2 separate regions of the Columba livia genome follow, and region 1 is linked to region 2. The links are chromatin contacts, called in public Hi-C maps. All regions are on one chromosome and are shown on one strand. Each heading gives the region's core, a stretch centred on a gene start, on an enhancer-like site or on the middle of the called end of the contact. The rest is flanking DNA. Distances are from core to core; before and after follow the strand shown. Region 1 holds the start of PWWP2B (PWWP domain containing 2B). Region 2 has its middle 47 kb from the start of INPP5A.

Region 1 (5,347 bases), core at 2,251-4,750, 70 kb after region 2:
GGGGCCGCGAAGCCACGCGCCCAGCAGCGTTCAGACGGGCCGCCAAACCACCCTGTGCTCGCCCTCCCAGCCTGCAGCTCCTCCTAAGAGGATCTGGCTCCGGTCTTTCAACCCTCTGCAGCACGAGGAACGTTCCACCGGACACAGCGCACCCCCCAGGAGCAGCTCACTTCTGCCATAAGGAGAGAGATCAATTTCACCAGCCCTCCCCACATCCCCCAGGCTTTTTTGCACAAATCTGGATGTAGTTAATCTATTTCTTCTATCCACTTACTATCAGGACTGACTCTGCATATTTAAACCCATTCAACTAAGATGAAGGTGCCCGAGCTCCGGGGCTGGGGCATGAGCACATACGCAGGTGTCACAAGCATCAGGAAATACTGCAGAATAAAATTTCACCCTGTTCACAATCCCCCTTTCTGGGGCAGATGTAGCCAAATGGACCAAGCTACCTCTATGCAACCTCTGCTTGGAACAGAAGACACCGTCCTCTGGTTTCTGCTCACGCATAATTAAAAAACAACTAATTGTAAGTTCAGCTGCAACAAAATTGCCAAGTGTTATTATCAAAAACACCATAACTGCAGTCAAAATGCATTTAAATCTCCTCATCAGCATGGATGCCGTGTAGCTTACTGCCTAGAGAGCGAATTCAGTAGAAGCAAGTAACGGCCAGTCACTGGACACCCCGCACCGGTGCTCGGGCAGAGCGGGACGGCTGCAGAACCCAGAACCCGTCCTTCGGACCTTCCACAGCCGCTGGGAACGCCGGGCGCGTGCCTGACCAGGTCCCCGGCTCCCGCAGGGGGGGCAGGCACGCACCTGCTCCCCCTGCCACTCCTGCCTGCAGCCGCGCCCCTGCAAACCCAGGCAGGTGGGTCTGGCTTCAAACCTGCGGCTGCCTCCTGGTGCCTCAGGTAACGGGAGTCCAAGCGCGGCAGGCTGACAAAGGCATCCCTGGCCTGTCTGCTGCCCAGCTGCCCACAGCAGCTGCTACAGTTTTAGAAGAGCAAAACAGAATTGTGCTGTATGTAACACTAAAACCAGTTTAACACACAAAAGAAAGCTGAAGAGCCCCATACAGGCTTTCCCTCCCTTTTAGCGTTCTCCCTCCTTTTGTGCAGACACAAGCACCTCCTCTAGCTGCTCCTCTCCCGCCAGTCCCATCCCACCAGCCTGCATGTCCCCTGCTCCGGCAGGGTGGCACAGACAGAGCACACGGTGACCACCGTCCCATGGCCGCTGCAGTGGCAGGGCAACGGGGAGGAGCAGGGAAAACATCTGCCACGTCTCTGGTTTGAGGCCTTCAAAGTTCAGCACCGAGCTGACGAATTCCTACTGCCTTTGGGACACATCTCGGCCTTTACCTTCCAACCACCAGCAGAACTACTCCTGTCACCGTGGTGGGAAAATCCCCTCTTCCCTCCACATCCCACATTCGGGGTGGCTGCAGTGGAGGGGGCGCTTCCAGCCTGCTCCCCACGCTCCCCGAAGCCACCAAGGTCCGCCAGGAGCCAGGCGCTCCCTCACATGTGACACTTCCTTCCTCTTGACCAGCCATGAGTCGGTCACCACGTCACAGGCTCCCCGTGGTCACCGTGGGCCAGCCCGTGCCAGGGCCCCCACAGAGGGGATGTGGCCCCAGCAGTAGCGCTGCGCAGCACCTGAAGGAGGAGCCCCCCGGCCCCCGCACTGCGGGGACTCACGGGAGCCGAGCAGCTCCCCCGGGAGCCCAGCTGGTCCCCGGGAGCCCAGCCGGTCCCCACGGGCTCCAGCAGCGGCGCGCTCCCCGCAGCCAGGCCTGCCGCGCACTGCCAGGCGGCACATGGAAGCCAAACGGCTTGTCTTTGCGTTTCCCCACCCAAAGCAGCACTGCCACCCCACCAACGGGCTACGGACCTGTCCTGCTCACAGACCTGAGCCTCTTCTAAGGCAACGAGAAGGAGCAGCAATGCCACCCTGCGTAACCTCAGCGGAAAGCCGAGCCCATCCCAAGGCTCGTCTTCGGCCACAGGAAAGTCTGACCATCAGAGTCAATAATCGCTGGGGCAGACGAGAGGAGACGGGACATCTGTCCTACTCACCAGCTAAATCACACCAGCAAACCTCTTCTTCCTGCCCTCCCCGCTGCGCTGGAAGCCAGAGAGGAGGATGCTGCCTCAGCATCCCCAGCCACAGATCTCTCGGTCCATGGGACGGCAGTGGAAGGGGCACCCAGCCCCGGTGACAACCAGGGCCACCTGCCACCCTCCCTCCCAGCAGAGATCAGTGTCACCGGCAGCACAGCCAGGGCACCAACGGGCTCTAGAAACACCCTAAAGCCTGGGAGGAAACACCCGTCTGGTCATTTCTATGATTCACTGGGGAGGGGAAAGAAAAAAATCACGGAGAAAGGCTGGGGGGGAATAAAAAGGGTAAAAAAAGTGCACGCTGTCACTAAAGAGGAAGAGAACTGGAATGTGAAAAGATAGGAACAGCTGGTTTTCTGAACTGACTGAAGGGATGCCGACCGCTCACTGTTTTGGCTGGAACTAGACACCAGGCGAGGTTTATAGGCTCTTAATAGAGTTCGATGCCTGAATACTTTTGAAAATCTGTCTCCAATTTTCTGGGATAGCCACGTGAAACTAAATAAACTATGAAAATTGAGTTCAGAAGTCTCGCTTCATACGCCTTCCAAGAAGAAGCAGAGCGGTGAAGCTGCCCGTGCTCCTCCCCAGCTCTGACCTGACAATTCACCTATTGAGCAGACAGAAACCAAACCCCGCTCAACTCTAAGACCGCGCAGAGCGCAGCTGGCCGGCTTTGTTAGTCCTTGGGAGGGCAGAACCTGCCAGCGGCGCGTTTAAAAACGCTTCAAAAGTTTAAAACGCTCTGAAGTAAAGCGCTCGGGGCACCAACGCTCCCCTGCCCTTGAGGAGAACAGGCCTCTCATGCCCTTCATGAGTGTGTCACAGGGGACCGCGACCTCTGCGGAGCCGCTCGCACCGCCGGGCAGCGGGGACACCGAACGAGGCGACGTCCCCAACGTCCCCCGGGGCTGCAGCGGCGGGATGGACCCGAACAAGCGACCGAACCGGTACCGCCCCCCCCGCCCGGGCCGGGGCGCTTTGTTCCCGCCGGGCGAACAAAGGGCGAGCGGGGGCAGCGGGGTCGGCCCGGGGGGCGCCGCGGCCCGGCCGGGCCGCGGCGCCCCCCGGGCCGACCCCGCTGCCCCCTGCGAGCCCCCGCCGCGCTCCCTTTCACCCCCCCCCCCCGTACTTCTTGGTGCAGTCCAGCAGGACGCCGGTGAAGCGGCGCTCCCCGCAGCTCAGCGTCACCACCAGCGTGTCGTTCACCATCTGCTCCACCAGCACCGGCAGCCACGCTCCCACCCGCGGCGACTCCTCCGCCGCCGCCGCCGCCGCCTCGGCCATGCTGCCGCCGCCGCCCCCCACCGGGCCGCGCCGCGCGATGACCTCACGGAGCGCGCACCCGCCGCCGCCGCCGTCGGTAAGTGACGTCACGGCGCTGCCCCCCCTCCCTCCTCCTCCTCCTCCTCCTCCCCGCCCCGCCCCACCGGCACCGGGGCGGGGCCCGCGGGACCGGACGCGACACGCCGAGCCCGCCACGCCCGCCCCCTGGCGGCCGCGCCGGGCGCAGCCCCGTGGGCACGCCCCTTTCGCCAGGACACGCCCCTTACGTAGGACACGCCCATTTCGCCAAGACACGCCCCTTTTGCCAGGCCACGCCCACCGCGGTGGGTTTTAAACCCGGACGCGGTTTGGCGCGCAATGGAGAAAGTGCGGTGGCGCTGGGAACACGCGTGGGAGGTTATTGGTGCGGTTGGTAATCACAGGATGTCAGGGGCTGGAAGGGACCTCAAAGCTCACCAAGTGCAATCCCCCCCCGGAGCAGGAACACCCGGGTGAGGTTACACAGGAAGGTGTCCAGGTGTCTGTTCAGTCACTGCCTCTCGTTAATCAGCTGTTAATTCAGACACACGCAAGACAGATGTCCCTGATGTGTTTGGAAGTGCATTCAGCGACATGTCACCCAGGAAGCAAGAAAGATGTTCAGGAGCGGCCACAAAGCTCCAAATGCAGCAGATCGCCCGGGATCCGCCAGCGCAGCCTTGGAACTTCAGAGAGATGAGGGTCAAAGCCATGAAAAAACAAAGTCATGTCCTTCTCAAAGTGACTTTTGCGAAAAAGAAGTAGGGCAGGTATTTTTTAACCTTGCATTCACTAACGGCTTACACAATGCGGTTCCGTAACGTGCCAGCGGTGTTTCCCGTGGGCCGAAGGGGATCGCGGTACATCAGTTACGCCGGCACTGGTCACTGCCCGCAGCCTGAGGTGGAGCCGGGAGCAGGACCCGATCTCACCGCTGACCGCCGTGGCCATCGGCTACAGGTAACGAGTGTTTGGCTGGTGTTCCACGGAAGGATCACGCTGCTCTCTGCGCCCCAGGGCAGACGAAAGCGCGCCAGGTTAACAGTGTCTCTGCTATTGACTAAAGCTCAATCCTCATGGGCCACAAAGGACCCAGACCCAAACGCGAACTGTTTAAGCTTAATGCAGGTTTCAAGTAGAGACTTGACAAGAGGGCTCATAAACGTTCACTCACACGAATAGTACTACATGTTATTTTCTCTGCTAACCTAGACAGAAAAGTAAACCCAACCCCCCTGAATTGGTATTTGGTATTATTTATGATGGAAAGTTTTAACGTTGCGATCGCAGTATCGCGAGGACAGGACAAGCTGCAGTTTGGAGGCAGCCTTGACTTTCTGCAAAACCTTGGAAATACATTGAGAGGAACACGTAAGCGCAGAGGAAAGTTCTGGAGCCATCAAGGACAGAGAAATCGGTACTAATTTTCAGAAGGAAAATGACTTTTTGAAGCATCATCCAAAACATTTCACAGCAAGCGTAGCCGCCAAACTGCAGAAATCAGTAAGGCAGCTCCTGCTGTCACACGCGCTCATTAAACCCAGCCCATGCACGTGCCAAGGTTTAAATGCGTGTATGTTTAAAATACCTGAAAACGGAGGGTTAATCCCGTTAGTGCAAACACATGCATGAGGCAGTTTGTAGGAATAAAGAAGCTGTTGATTATAGAAGGTCTGGAAGCATTAAAGCTCAACAGATTTTGAAAGCAATAGACAGTAATTACATGTACTGATAAACTTATTGCTGATAAATATATTTGTGAATAGTCCCAACTATATATGTACTTTTTACCAGATTAAAATTCATGTTTATTCACTTACATATTTCACAAAGCTGTAATAAACTTGAAAGCTGATGGGAGTTCGGTAAAACTCTTACAGTCTTCATGAAAACATTTCGCTTTTTAAAAA
Region 2 (5,626 bases), core at 2,565-5,064:
CCCCATGGCGAGGGGCAGGGGAATGGGACCCGCAGCACTGATGGCCACAGAGCTGGCGGAGCAGCCCGGGGGTGACGTGACCAGAAGCCCTGTTCAGCGCTGAGCTGGAGCAGCTGATCCGAGCTGCTCTGCTGCCCGAACATACCTCTGCAAGGCCATAATTCCCCTTCGTGTGCAGTGCACTGGGATGATGACCTTAAAAATGAAAGAGCCTTGGAAAATAAACATGGAATGCTGCTCCAGTGTTGTTTTAAAACATAATACATTTGCAAACAGAAGGCTTGGCAGAGGGGAGGTGAAATGGAATTTATTTTGGCACCTACACCACAGCAAATTTAAATTAGGTAACTGAATATCTATAAATTGTCTAATTAGGTCAACTTCCATTGCAACCTCAGCCTGAATTGCCCCAGCAACTAAGCTTCCTACAGAGAAAGTCTTTTACACCCCTTGTTCCCATGTAGCACTTCAAAGTGATAATAATTCACTTAATCCTCATAACTGATCTGAGGTTTTCTAGAAAATGCTATGACTTCAAACAAATACACTTCTCAGGAATGCAAGTGTCTACGTATGGCAGGATTTGTTCCGGAACCCAGAAAACGTCCGTAACTGAGCTCTGTAATACAGTTGCACAATGATATAAACACTGGCGCCAAAAGGGCATTCATGTTTATTTTTCATAAAGCTCTGAAGTAACGGAATTTAACCAAGAGAAAACCATTTTGTTACAATAAACCTGCCCTCTCACTTAACGAGGAACAAAGCCAGCGTTGCTGGTTCAGGTTTGCTGGCCAAGGCCTTTGCTGCCGCCCACTCACGGCCGCGGAGCTCACGCCGCTGGCCCTCACGCCCAGCACGGCCACGGCAGAACCCCCGAGAGCAGCCTCGGCTTCGGGGCGGGTGTCCCCGCCACTGCACCCCGCCGGCACGTGACACCCAGCAACAACCCCTTGGTTCGCCTTCGTTCTAGGCTGCGTTACCTGCCCAGAGCAGGGGCAGGCGGGGTGCGCGTCGGGAGCCGCAGGGCAGGGCTGGGCAGCCGGGAATAGTTTAACTGGCAGTCTGGCCAAATAGTGACTGGAAATGCAGAGGCTGTGAGTTCCCAGCAGCAACAGATGTCTTCTTTTCCCTGTGAAGCCTGAAGACACCAGAACGCTCCGGGGGTTGTCTGGGTCCTGCCAACTCTCATCGCTATTACTTCAGCTTGCACGCTTTCCTTCCAAGCGTATTTCCTCCAAGTACCATATCTCCACAATCACCCTTTGGCTGACATCTTCCAAAGGCAGCAGCCTGCTTGAGCATTACGTGGCCTTCCCACTCCTCGTGATCTCCCCCGGCCCCATAAGTCACTTCTTGGCAAAGCACGTTCCCGGTGGAGCGTCCCCGGGGAGCGAGACCTTCCTACGCGAAGGTTTCAGTCTGGGCAGCGCTCCCATGTTGGATGCTGCCCGGCTTCGTCGTGATGAAGCAGCAAGTGAAATGTACTCACATAACACATCTTCGGTGCTTCCCACGGCGCCTTCCCACGTCCTCGCCTCGTCTCAGCGCGAGGAGCGCTGTGGTGAGAGCCCTCCCCGCTGCAAGGGCTGTGCTGCACCAGCATTGGTGCTGTGGCTTTGGGGGACATTCAGTGGTGCAGGGGACCAGCCACGCTCCTCCAGCCCCGTCTGGGGGGGCTCGGACAGGATGGCAGTGAGTACACAACAGTAAGAAAAGAGACTTTGAAAAATTTGTTTAAAGGATGATGAGGTGTTTGAGTTCCACATGAGGATGTCCTGGCTGGGGTGACTGGCACTGGCCCCAGCCACATTCCATCCCCATGGCCTGTTCAACCCATGCATGCCATGGGAACAACACGCTCGGTGGCCTCTCTGCAAGAAGGAGGGTGGGAGGACGGGGATGGCGCAGGGCAAGCCGGAGGTGCCCAGGAGAAGGGGCACAGGAGATCCTAATGCACACAGATGAGGAAAATCCCCACAGCAGAAAACACCGGGAGACAGATCGCTGGGGCAAAGCCCACGTCAGGGAAGCAGGTTCCCGGTGCCCCGGAAAGTGGAAGGGTAGTGACATCTGCCCTGAGACAGACGCTAATTGAGCAAAAACTTATTGAAATCAATACTCCGGAGGTTATTTCCACATGGTGGTGTGAGCTAATTAACTCTCCCGTGCAGGCTGCAGTCCTGCAGACTGTGACCCTCTCTGCCATGCTCAGGCTCCTGCTCCTCTCCTCTCAAAATAACGCCTGTGTAAGCAGCACTTGAAACAGGAATTAAAAGCAGCCGGGGTCACGCTGACACACACACCTGCACCCAAAGGTCACTACGGTGCCTGAACTTCTTTATAGATACAAACTGCAGTATTGAAGACTTGTAACAGAGAGCAATGTCCACCAGCACCAGTGCGGGAGAGCCGGGCAGTGCAAACCCTGCTCCCACAGCCGCTGCGGCTGTGCCTGCTCACCAGACACGCTTCCCTCGGAGGAAGCCCGCTGTTTGGCACGGGCATGCTGCAGGGGATGGCTACCGGCAACAGACACTGGGAAACGCAGAAACAGGAGGCAAAAACATATTGAAATGATACGTTTTCCTCCCCATGCAGCCGCAGGGTCCCCCACTCCAGTCAACAGCTGCATATCACGCGTGTTCAATGCTGTCCAGTTCTGGCTGAAAAACCAGATTTGCTCTGTAATTCGACAATGTAAAGTAGCAAGTACATAAATGCTAACTTGACTTTAGAAACCTGCAAGAGGCACAGCCGAAACCCCAGCGCCAGGGATGCGGAGGAAGGTGCTGTGGGGAGCGCAGGCTGCCTTTCAACATCATTTGTGCAGTGCTTGACTAGTCATGCTTCATTTTCACTTCTATTTATCCCATATGCCATGTATCCGGATTTCTGTAACATTACTGAACACAATGTTGGGTTTTTTTGTTTAAACAGCAGCTGCAGGGCCCATCTCCGTTGCCTGTGTCACCCGGCATCAGCACCACGGCATTCAGAGATGGCAGCAGAAGCCACAGCCCATTAATCTGGCAGTGAAAGCACTGCCCAAACAAGAACAGCTCACCGGATACATCAGTACAGTGCCCCAAAGCCCACAGAGCACCACCAGCGTTGATGGAGATCATTCTTGCCTAGGGCAAAACTTTTACTTGAAAAGTACAAGATTATACATGAGAGAAAATGTGGAGTTTTGAAACAACATATAACCGTGACGTTTGCAAAAGTGACTATGGCAGGGTGAGACACTTGCTCTGGACACCCCAGGGCAGGATCCCCGGGTCCGGGTTCTGCCCACATCAGCCATGGGGGTTGTGTTCTCTCTGCAACTCAGCTATGCCCTGACTTCGAGAGCTGTGCAACGTGAAACAGTATTCCTGTGTTGTCTTTCTGGGGTCTGGGACAGCTAAATACACCTTATTTTCCCATGAACAGTGTGGAAAGGCCAGTAAGTGAACGCAAGGAAAGACAGGGCTTGTGCTTGCAGAGAAATATCTGGTGGGTTTTGGTTAGTACCTCCCCAGACGCTGCTCCAGGATGGCACAGATACAGTTTTTCAAATTGCTTGAAGTTATTCCAGACTCATGATGAGAAAGGAATCAGGTTATTACAAACAGCAAAGACAAGCAGTACGGTTTGGATTCCAAAGTGATTGCATGTGCTCTATCAGGCAAGCAGGCTGGCTCTGCTCCTGCCGGCACCGCGCACGCCCGCCCAGCGCCGCAGCCCCCGGGCCTGTCCGCCGCGGGACCCACCGGGCCGGGACTCGCACGGAGCTGAAGCGCAGAGCGGGGCGCTGGGGATTCGGTCTCGTTTCTGTCCTGCTGAAATGGGGGATTAGCCCGCAGGGTCTGCGCTTCCCGCGGGAGATGCGCGCACACAGCATCTCCATTGCTCCGACAGCCGCCGTGCCGGCCGTTCCGCGGGGTCCCCGTTGTCCCACGTGTCGCCCCGGTCCCGCGGGGTCCCTATTGTCCCCGTTCCGCGGAGCGGGGCCCGAGCGGCGGTTCCGCCTCGCCGACAGCGCCCCCTGCCGCGCAGCTCCAGACAGCAGCGCTGCCGGCCGGCGCCCTGGGGACAGGGACACGGGCTGTCCCCACCAGAACAGGTCCCGCGGACACGCCCGTCCTGCCGGCTGGCACCGGGGCCAGCCAGCACCGGGCGTCCCGCTGTGCGGCAGCTGGACCGGCTGGACCCAAGAGCACCAGCAGGACTCACTCCCCCAGGAGAAAAAACCCAGTGATTCCAGTACCTGATAAACAGATGCAGGGGGGTTGGCTGGGTTTCTTTGGGTTGTTTTCCCTATTTTTTACACTTTGTTTTTGGTATACCACATCTCACCTTCTATTTCCACCTCTGTGGATGAGACTGCTTTGTTAAAACCTTCCATTCTCCATCTCACTGATGTCCTCAAGGACAGCGAGACTTGGAGGAGTCACAAGGGAAGACAAAAAGAGGAGAAGCACAGTCTGAGCAGTAAGACGAACACCTCTGACATGGGGGGACCACAGGCAACAAATAGATACCCTTTTTTCCACAGCTTTCCCCCACCAGGCAACACTTCACCTGCACTGTGGCATGTTAAGCTGCTGCTGCACCTGCAGCCCTGGGCACAGTGACAAACAAGGTGATAGGTGTCAGGACAGGCGTGCACCAAACCCCGTCTCCTGCCGGGTCAGACAGGACCTGGCTGCAGCGGCCCAGCGAGCGGCAGAGGAGCAGGAGACCTGCCCGAGGCGCCTGAGCTAGGTTGTGTTCCAAGGGTCTGGCAGCAAAGCAAACGAGCACCCCCAGCTGCCGCTGCCTGCGGGAACCCAAGCCACCCAAAACCTCATTGTTCACTCAGAGCGTTTATTGCCCCCTGGAGACAAGCACAGGAGGACCTGCAGGGCTGGTGGGTCTGGAGAACATCCTGTACCCAGGAGATACAGCAGCTTGGGTCTCATTCAACAGAGGATGCACTGAAACCCTGCTCACTGCAGAAACAAATGCTTGCATTACCCTTGCTTCCTTCACAACCCATATTCAAGAAAGATAAGACCCCTACCTGCATTTGCAGCTCCCACCAAAGCAGAGTCCCCCCTGCAGCCTTGAGCACAGCCCTTCTGGGCCCGGTTTAAGAGCCCTGGCCAGCTGGGGCCTCGTTAGGGGCTGAGGGTGGGCAGCTGCTGGTGGAAGGGCCGGGGTCCCTGTGCCCTGCAGAGGGGCCTCACGCACCGGGGGCTGCATTTCGTGTCCGACACCTGGCACTGACAAGGCAGACACTGCTCTAAGGTGTGCGAGGCCCTCGTTAGGTCTGCGCCTAAGTTCTGTCCATTTTCTAAACCAAACTTTAATGCAGGACTTTGCTTCCTTTCCTACGAGATACTGAGTCACAGACATTACATCCCTCCCCAATGCACTGCAGCTCCCCAGCAAGGGTAAACCTTTCATTGTTTATCTGCTCAAAACCAGATCACCACTGCCTAAAATAGGGCAACTGTTTCCATTAGTCCTTAATTGGGGTTATTTTTTTCCTGCCATTCGAACTAATTAGAGCTACCTGGCAATGTTTTCCTTGCCTGTTTTAATGAGGATTTTGATGCAGGTAGCAGGTGGCAGCTGTCAGCGGCCTGTCCACGTGCTC

The links. Hi-C and Micro-C count contacts between places; a contact is called where the count stands out from the background.
Region 1: a Hi-C map of liver shows a contact between it and region 2, with 2.3 times the contacts expected there. The contact joins the promoter of PWWP2B here to the enhancer-like site in region 2. A contact is called at or near these places in 2 of 2 Hi-C or Micro-C datasets (crop and liver).

The regions. Positions count from the first base shown.
Region 1 is chr6:760,024-765,370 of bColLiv1.pat.W.v2, forward strand. It overlaps PWWP2B (PWWP domain containing 2B), which reads right to left and starts at 3,501. Exons shown (of 3, transcript XM_065066620.1): 1 at 3,265-3,501. The coding sequence starts at 3,419. It overlaps LOC110363863, which reads right to left. Exons shown (of 9, transcript XM_065066625.1): 9 at 5,221-5,347.
Region 2 is chr6:689,542-695,167 of bColLiv1.pat.W.v2, forward strand. No RefSeq gene overlaps it. Among named protein-coding and RNA genes, the nearest start is that of INPP5A, 47 kb to the left of the region's middle. Within about 2 kb of position 3,815, at least 1 of the 3 cell types and tissues checked has an H3K27ac peak away from gene starts, as active enhancers do.